Linked DNA regions of Cricetulus griseus: region 2 is linked to region 1. Evidence: chromatin contacts called from public Hi-C data. All regions are on one chromosome and are shown on one strand. Each heading gives the region's core, a stretch centred on a gene start, on an enhancer-like site or on the middle of the called end of the contact. The rest is flanking DNA. Distances are from core to core; before and after follow the strand shown. Region 1 holds the start of Lifr (leukemia inhibitory factor receptor). Region 2 overlaps Egflam (pikachurin).

What was found. A called contact is a pair of places that touch in the nucleus more often than the background predicts.
Region 2: a contact with region 1 is called in a Hi-C map of the CHO-K1 cell line, with 3 times the contacts expected there. The contact joins the enhancer-like site here to the promoter of Lifr in region 1. A contact is called at or near these places in 3 of 8 Hi-C or Micro-C datasets (the CHO-K1 cell line, fibroblasts and liver).

What each region holds. Positions count from the first base shown.
Region 1 is chr2:340,867,004-340,871,339 of CriGri-PICRH-1.0, reverse strand. It overlaps Lifr (leukemia inhibitory factor receptor), which reads right to left and starts at 2,338. Exons shown (of 20, transcript XM_027401338.2): 1 at 2,071-2,338.
Region 2 is chr2:340,958,729-340,963,064 of CriGri-PICRH-1.0, reverse strand. It overlaps Egflam (pikachurin), which reads left to right. Exons shown (of 23, transcript XM_035440594.1): 18 at 2,469-2,492. Among named protein-coding and RNA genes, the nearest start is that of Lifr, 92 kb to the right of the region's middle. Within about 2 kb of position 2,449, at least 2 of the 6 cell types and tissues checked have open chromatin away from gene starts, as enhancers often do.

The DNA.
Region 1 (4,336 bases), core at 1,089-3,588:
GAAGAAGCAACTCTCTGGTTCCTGGGAATAACTGAATCCACTTAAAAGTGGATTCCTGGGAATCCACTTAAAAGCCTCAAAAAAAAAAAAAGTGCTTTATGATAATTTCACAGCAAGATATCAGGAAGAATGTAAATACCTATCAAGAAAAAGAAACATAAATAAATCATGGTTCGTCCTTACTAGAGCTTTCAGCTGCTGTGAGAGAGTGAGGCAGCTTTCCTGGGGACTGAAGGTGACCATCAGGACTCAGGGCTCTGCAGGGGGAGGCGACAGAGCTGGCACAGAACAGGGCATACAGTGTATCCCGGACATTCAGAAGACAAAAGAGCAAAATGTTTGCAAAGCATTGAGCTACATTTGGAGAAAGACAGGAGTCTGTAAGCCTGGCTCCCACTGATGCTGTGGGGGTGTGGTGGGATAGAGGTGTGTTTTTTACTGGGAACTTTCCTGTTACTACTGAACCTTTTCCAGTGTGAAGACACATCCCCCAATTAATATGATAACATCTTCACACGACTGTTTACACTATTACTAACATTGACCTCAAGGATGAGTCTTCATTAGCAAAAGCTTATAAAAGTCAGAAAAGTTTCATTCGTTTCCACAGCACAGTGCCCGATTCGCATTTCCCAGAAGAGAATCCAAGTCTCCACTAATTAGAGCAGAGCGGCTTGTGATCTCACCTATTACAAAGCAAATACACCTCAGTTCAACTCTGGGAGAGCAAATAGCTGCACAGGCCTCCTGTTTAAACTGCGCTTAAAATTCTGCAGTGAAGCCTCCAAAGGAGCTTCGATGGAAGACAGAAAAGTCCGAGAAAGAAACAAGGAGCACAGGCCGCGCTGAACTCTGCTTTCCTCAACCAGGCTTAGACTAGAAGAAGCCTCTGCTTCTAGTATGACTAGATGCAGTATGACTAGTTCAGTATGACTTTGGATCCGTGTAGAAATAATGGCGTAAGGGGAAGAGGGGGAGAGCATCAGTTGCAATAAACAAATGCTTTAGTTTTTCATTGAGGTGGGGGTGGGGGGTTGCTTTAAATATGTGGGCACCATTTTTTTATTTATTTATTTTTCCTGAGACAGGGTTTTTCTGTGTAACAGTCCTGACCTGGAGCTCGCTTTGTAGACCAAGCTGGTCTCAAACTCACTGAGCTCCACCTGCCTTTGCCTCCCAAATGTTGGGATTAAAGGCATGCACCGCCACTGCCCGGCCTGGGCACCGCTTTTGCACCCCAGGCTAAATAGATCACATCAACTTGACTCTAAGCAATTTTGTTGAATATGCAACTGAAAACAAATTGAATGGCAAAGTTTAAACTGAAAGTTTTTCTGAAAAATAAAAACAATATATACTTTATGGAAAAACAAAGTTAAATGCAAAGAACACATTTCCATATAAATGCCAGTCAATAACGGTGTACGTGTCCTATCAATCTCTGACTGCTTTAAACACACATACAAAAATGGATACAACGATAACCCAAGTGTAAAGGAAAGACTGGTGTTTTGGCAGCTGAAGACCGGGGACAGAATCACATTACTCAAGCTCTCCTGTAAGTTCACAACACATTCTGAGCAGTTTTCTACGTGTCTGAATTCACCATCCCAGCTTTGTGCTTTTAGAGAACACATCACTAATGCCACCAATCAGGAAGCCTTAACTTTGCTCGCCTACACTTTAACTTGTGGTTTAATAAGTTTAGCGCGATCGGACACAAGCAACTAGAAACACAGACAGGTCAGTCAGTCAAACGCACCGTAAAAACAGAAAGGACGAGGAACTACTTTGCTGAGGCACAGAGGTTCAGAGGCAAGAAATCATCTGGCAGGTCGCAGCTCCAAATGGGGAATTAAAGGTCCTTACCGTCCCCTGGTAACCTCTGGCCTTGGAACTCACTGCCCTTCGCTCCGCACAAGTTCGGCTCGGTGCAGTCCGCGCCCACGCAGGCACCAGGATTGACCCTAAGCTGGTAGGGAGGGCGCGAGCCCGAGCAGCGCTGCCCCAGAGCCGGGGACGCGCCCCCCGCACGCGCTCCAGGCTGCCGCGCCGCGCCCCCGCACTCACCCGCCGTTCCCGCGCCGCTATCTTGCCATCCCAGCTGGCCACCGCCCCGGGGCAGCCCGGACCCTGCAACCCGGGACTGCAATCGCGAAGAAGCCGGCCAACAACAGCCACCGTTCCGGCGTCCCTGTCCCCTAGCAGGCCCACTCCAGCGGCCACCGACGACGGGCCGCCGCTGCCCTCTCCAACCCCAAGAGCCACCGCAGCGCCAGGCGACGATAACGGCCGCGGCCACAGCCGAGACGCTCCGGCGCGGACTGCGCGCCCGGGGGCGGCGCCAGCAAGAAGCTTGGCGGGGGGCGCAGCCCCTAGGCCCCGCCTAGGCCCCGCCCCGCGTTCCCCGTACCCCCTCCCTGCGCCAGCCCTGCCGCGCGCACGGGGCGCGGGCCCGCGAGGCCGCGCGTGAGTCGGAGCCGCTCGGTCGCGCGCGGGCTCGACGCCCAGGGTGGTGCCTCTGCTGAGACTCGGGTCGTGCGGCCAGCCTTGCAAGGTCACCGAGCCTCGGAGAGAGCGCGGCGGCCCTGCCGGTGCAAAGCCTCAGGAAAGGCCGGCGGAGCCCAGGCGGCCCTGAGGGAACCAGCCCGGCACCCATACCTCTGTCACTGTTCTTTGCAAACCTTGCATGGAGAAGGAAACCGGGGTCACCCCAAAAATGCACACGGACGCCAATGACTGCCCAAGGCACCTCGGTTGGCTAAGATTTTTTTCGATTTTGTGAGTTACCTAAACTGTCCCGAGGGCCAAGGTGCTGTCACTCAGGTCCCCTTCCTTCTTGGCGCATGGATCTCTCAGCTCATGAGGGGCCCGCGCGGGCATTCTGAGAACATCCTGGAGCCATCTAGTCGTGCCTCCGAGGCGTGGTGGGCTTATTTGTGCAGAGAAGAAACGGATCCCTTAATGGGGTGAGATTTTTTCCTCCCTGCATTGTTCCTATTTCCGCAGTTTCACTTGGCCTCGGTGTTCCTTCAGAGTAATGCACCAAATGAAATTAGTAGGAGAGTGTTTTATAGCGCAGAATCATGGTTTGAAGATGTTTACCCTCTGTGCCGGACGCGTTTGATGGTGTTCTCTTTAGCACAATTAATTTTGCGAAGTTCAGAAATGTGCCAGACAGAGCCACTGGCACGCAGTCACAAGACTCTGCAGACACACCTTTCACAGGGAGTTTGTTTTGATCTGTGACTTATCTGATGCACCAAGGCCAAAGAGTTTGTGAGAGACCTTTGCCTGAAATTCTAGACTCTAGAATCTAGAGCAATTTGTAAATTGGCAGGATGAACTTATTTTCTAAAAAAGATTCCCTGTTAATAATTTAACTCTAAAGCGGGCAACAAAACACCTGAAAATACACTGTGTGAAAAATAAGTTCCTTAAACAATATTATCTTCCAAAAAAATTTAAAAGATTACTAAGCGTGTCTGAGTGGCCACCTCCATTAAATTGCCTATTTGGAACACTGCCTCCTGCTGTCCATATGGCTGTTTCTAGTCTGGGTGCTTCCCCCTCCCCATTTAAGCTGTAACATAATTGCTTTTTCTTTATCCTCCTTCTTTTCCACAGCTTGAGAAACTTTTTACTCCTATTGGCAAATCCTGTCTTTTCCATTAGACACAGCACCTATGGCTCACAGAACTAGGAGCCAACAAACGTATTTTCATTTGTTTTGAAGTCAGAAGAGAAAATAGATTTAAGTGTTCTAATATACATTAATATTTCTGTCTTCGTACTTAAAGGTCCACAAAATACAATGTTTAAATTTGTAATAGCTAAAGAGACTCAAAAAGATATCTAGAGCCTAAGAAAATCATGGCACATCCTTGTTGCCCAAGACTGTGGAATCCTTTTCCATGGGAAAAATTTAAACCCCAGACAACATGACAGCATCATGATTTTCCCCTCACACAAAATGCTGACCCCTGTGGCCTTGTTTTCTCCACATGCATTCACTATTTAATCCTTACAGCACACCTGTGAACTGGGTTCTGTTCCCACATGTAGGAGCAGATGCAGGTTTTTGTGGGGCCTGAAATTTATGCAGTTTGGGTGGTCCTCTTAAACCAGAAAACAAAACAAAACAAATCAGTGTGTCCAACCTGCTCCAGCAGCCCTCAGCACCCGGTGGAACTAAGTGGACATCCAGCTGGAAAGGGACCTCTGTCTCAGCCCACAGTGGTTAAACTATCTTACTTTTACAAAGTGTACAAAAACACATGATCACACAAACATGTTGCCAAAGTTTTCTTGTATAGGGGCCAAGAAAATCTACCCA
Region 2 (4,336 bases), core at 1,200-3,699, 92 kb before region 1:
AGATTGCCAGGAACACAAATTCAGATAGCCTCCAATACCCTGTTCCAATGGTCTAATGGCTTCCTCCGGTGTTTATAGTTATAGGGGGGAAAAGGTAATAACTCAAAGTATTATGAAAATTCATTGGAACATTAGACAGGTAGGTTATGGGGAAGCTCATGTTCTAGGTCTCAGATGCTGTTTGATGGCATTCTTAGCTCCTGGCTTGGTGGAAGCTGGTGCTTTGTTAATGCATCCCAAGGTTTCACGTGACAGCCACAAAGACTTTAGGTCAGACAGGGTGGATGATGGGTGGCAACTAAGGAGGCTAAAGGTAACGCAAGACCATTTGACTCTGGATTTGCAACATTCAGTTGTCCCCAGACAGAAGTTCTGATCTGTTCATCAGTCAGCCTTGTAGAATTTTTTACATAGGAGTTTTGGGGGGTTGTTGGTTTTTCAATGCAAACAGCTCCCTCTTCCACGGAACTTGTTAGAACCTTTGCTGTATTTGAAGTGCCTTGGGACACAGGACACAGTTGTTTTTCTTGGGGTCCTCCTAACCCATAGCAAACAAGTAAGGGCTTGGACTCGGGTGATGCAGAATCAGGCAGGCCACTAGATGGGGCCATTTCTCCATAGCAAGTGAACTGTTCTCCATACCACAAAGCCAGCAACTTTGAAGGCAGGGCCTGAGCCTAAGGCATAACATTCCTGAGCAAGGCTGGGTCTTCAAAGATCCATCCTGCCTGAACAATGCTGATCTAACACAAGTTTAGCACTTGGATATTTTATGCCGAACTTAGCAGATTCGTATATTGATTGCTAGAGCTGATTTGGGTGATTAAAAAAAATCTTTTTTTGTTGTTTCATTATGTGAGAAAACTGCTTCAGTAGATACAAACCCCACTTTTTAAAGACTATATTCTTAAAAACTTGTTACTAAAACCTGCGATTCATGCAAACCGCTGGGAATTTATTTTCATAGGATGGTATATCATTAAACACTGAAAAAATGAGAGTGTTTGAGCTACTCCGATCTTCAGTTAGTTGCAGGTCTAGTTGGATAGACAAAGGTTTTTATTTGTTTCTATATATTGTAGCTTCTAAATTAGGTTGTATAGACCTTATCCAGAGTTCTTGGGACCAAAAACATTTCCAATTACAGTATATTTTTTTTTGAGTTTGGAATATTTACATACATATAAAGAGATACCTTGACAAGGACCCAAATCTAAATATGAGGGTTATTTGTGTTTCCAATAAATACCCTTCATGTAGAAATGAGAAGCAATTTTCTGCAGCATTTTTACCTTGCCCACCTTTTCAGTATGACCCCATGCCATGACCTCAAGTGTGCAGTTTTCCAGGTGTTGGTATTAAAAAAGCTTTAGAGTTTATGGGGATTGGATGTTCTCAACCTATACACCAAAGAATTATGTACCAAGTAAACTGCCCCAGAAGCGTGTAGTCTGCCCTGATGGTAGACCAGTTGACCAGTCTCATTGTTCCCTGGCCCTGAGGTGTACCAAGAAGCAGTGCTGCCTACTAGCCTCCTGGATATTGAGATAGTGAGTCTATGACATCCTCATGGTCCTCTCTGTCCAACTTCAATTGAGTGTGTTGCAAGAAAGAGCTGTTTTTTCAACTCTTTTTTTCCCCAAAACTCTAAATCTCTCAAGTGGGAGATTCTCTCGGGTGGGGGTTGGGGGTGGAACTTGCATGTGGAATGCTGTTCTTCTTTGGCAGTTCTGACACCACCTGATGGCACCTGCTTTAGCACATAGATGTGAAGGAATGCCAAGACATTTTCATTAATACATGAGTCAGGCCATTGCTACAAAAGAAAGAACACAGAAAAGGTCAGGTCTAAAGGTTAGGTTTAAATATAAACTTGTTTATAATAAAATTTAAACCATGAAGGTTGGGAAATAGACTTGATGGTCACGCCTGGAGCTGGTGTTTTTGAATGGAATGGCTTTTTACCTGCATGCCTGTGTGCACTGACTAAATTGAGGGCATTGTCATGGACCTTATTGGTGTGGTTTCTGGAGAATACTCTGCCCTTAGTTAATCACAAGAAGGCTGGTTACAGAATCCTGCAAAGGGCAATGGGTGAATGTGTGACTGGTTGCCTTATTGTCCCTTGATTATGCACAGCCTGATGCTGAAAAATAGTCACAAGCATTTTTCCAGACATAGTAGAAAGGTGGGTTGAAGGTGGAGTCTTGGCAGCTTAGGATGAACATGAACGTATCCTATCCTTAGTTCTCAGTAACCCTCAAATGCAATAAAATCCAAGGGGGAACAACACTAGTCATGCCCTGAAGAAACTTCCAGGGGCTCTTGCAGCAACCCATCCTCCACTCTCTTCTGGATCCACAAAAGGGCTTTGTGAAGCAGGCTGGTCTGGTTCCCAGTGAGCCATGTAGAGTACAATGTCTGTGAGTGCTAACTCTCCCTTTCTCTTTCATGCTGGCACCTGGCAGAGTGTGGGAACTACTGCCTCAATAGTAAGTACAGTACTAAGTCCTGGGAGAGAGCGAACCACCTGGGCTTCTGCCAGAGCCTGCCAGCTCGGGTCAGGCCAAGAGCTCAGAGCAGCCAACTGCAGGCAGAAGGGAGATGGGGTGGGGGCATCAGACACACCAACCAAGGTTCAATGGATCTGCCTTCCAGAGTGGAGGACCCCAAGCTGGCTTTCTCCTAGTTGTGTGTCAGAGAGTGCTGAGTTGGGGGGTTCTAGCTGGCAGGCAGCTGGACTTAGCTCCTACACACAGGCATCTCCTGAGGCTCTGTTCGTAGAGCTAACTTGTGACAAAAACACCAGGACCATTTTAAGAAGTCCAAAGAGAAGGATGGCTGTCAGACACAGGCCAACAGACAGGGCCAACAACAGCAGCAACAGGACCTGGCTGTACCTCTCACCCTGGAGTGAGCGGAGCCCACTGGGGCCTTCTTGGTTATGTTTAGGCCAGGGCCAGACTCCTATGCCAGTCAGCTTGGGCACTCTCCTTCTACTTCCTTATCAGCACACAGTTCCTGAAATAAGGGACTGGTTCCTCTACCAAGAGCTCCCTCCCCCTCCTCTTCTGCCTCCTCCTTCCTCCTCTTCCTTCACCTTGCACTCTACCTCCATACCCCATCACCACTGCTCCCAGCTCTGGGAGATCATTCTTCCCCTTTTTGCTTCACTTCTTTAGCTTTCCCAGTTCATGTGTCTCCCCTTTCCTGTCCCAGTGGCTGCCTATCTACTAACCTTTCTCTCTCATTCTCTCTCTCTCTCTCTCTCTCTCTCTCTCTCTCTCTCTCTCTCTCTCGGTTTAAAAGTAAAATTTAAACTCTCCCCATTGTCCATAGCATCACGTGATACATTTTCTTTCCTGGGTGTGGAGTCGTTATGTCACGTCTTCTTGGTATCAACCACGTGTTTTCTTGAAGCTGTAAATATTTCACCAGCTAGTTATTCTTTCATTTTACACACTTTTGTTTTGCTTTGTGAATGTGAGATTCATTCTACCGTGGTTTCTTTAAGCTGTTTCCCCTGTCTCTTTCCAAAGAGGAAGGAGGTGGTGTGGTTATTTCTCCAGCAGAAATCCCCTCTGCCTGTGTATCCAGTTTGTGACAGCACACATGCCTGTCCTCATGCCTGTTCTTTTGATGTGAAAAAAAAAAAAAAAAGGTGATTCCTTGGGGAAAGCAAGTGATGAGAAATTGGGAGGAAGGAGATTCACTTCTAAAGTACTGGGAAGTAAGGGATGGGCAGGAGCCAGAATGAGGCCAGCCACTCTGGTTCAGGGTCTGCTGCAGTCTTAGCTGGAGGAGCTTGGGCTAATTCTGGGCCCTTTCTGACCCTCATTTTCACCATCCTGAAATAGGAATAGCTAGGCCTGCCTCACTCTGTGTTTCTACATGAGTTCGGGTGAGGGCTTTGTAAGACCTCATGTGTCTGACTGAAGAGTCAGAGCTGATATACCACACTCCCCACTCTCTCCACATCAGAGCTACAGGGGTTCCATAGATAGTAGATAAGCTCTAAGTAAAGAACCCCACAACCCCATTGGGACTTGTTTGGGGATGACTGTCTCTGCCTCCCTTGGCAAAACTCTGGGATTATCCCCAGCTGCTCTCCACATGGCTCTCCTCCAGCTTCCAAGAAACACTGGGGACAGTTCAAGTTTCATCACATTGCAAAGCCTTCTCAGCAGTGCCAAGGCCAGTGACAGCAACCGCCGGCCCCCAGAGAAGGGAGAAAGGGGAGAAACCATTGCCAGGCCACTGGACCAGGCTGCTGTGAGCCAGGCCAGTACATACACAGCCAAGAGGAAGGGGCTGACAAATTGTCAAATGTCACATT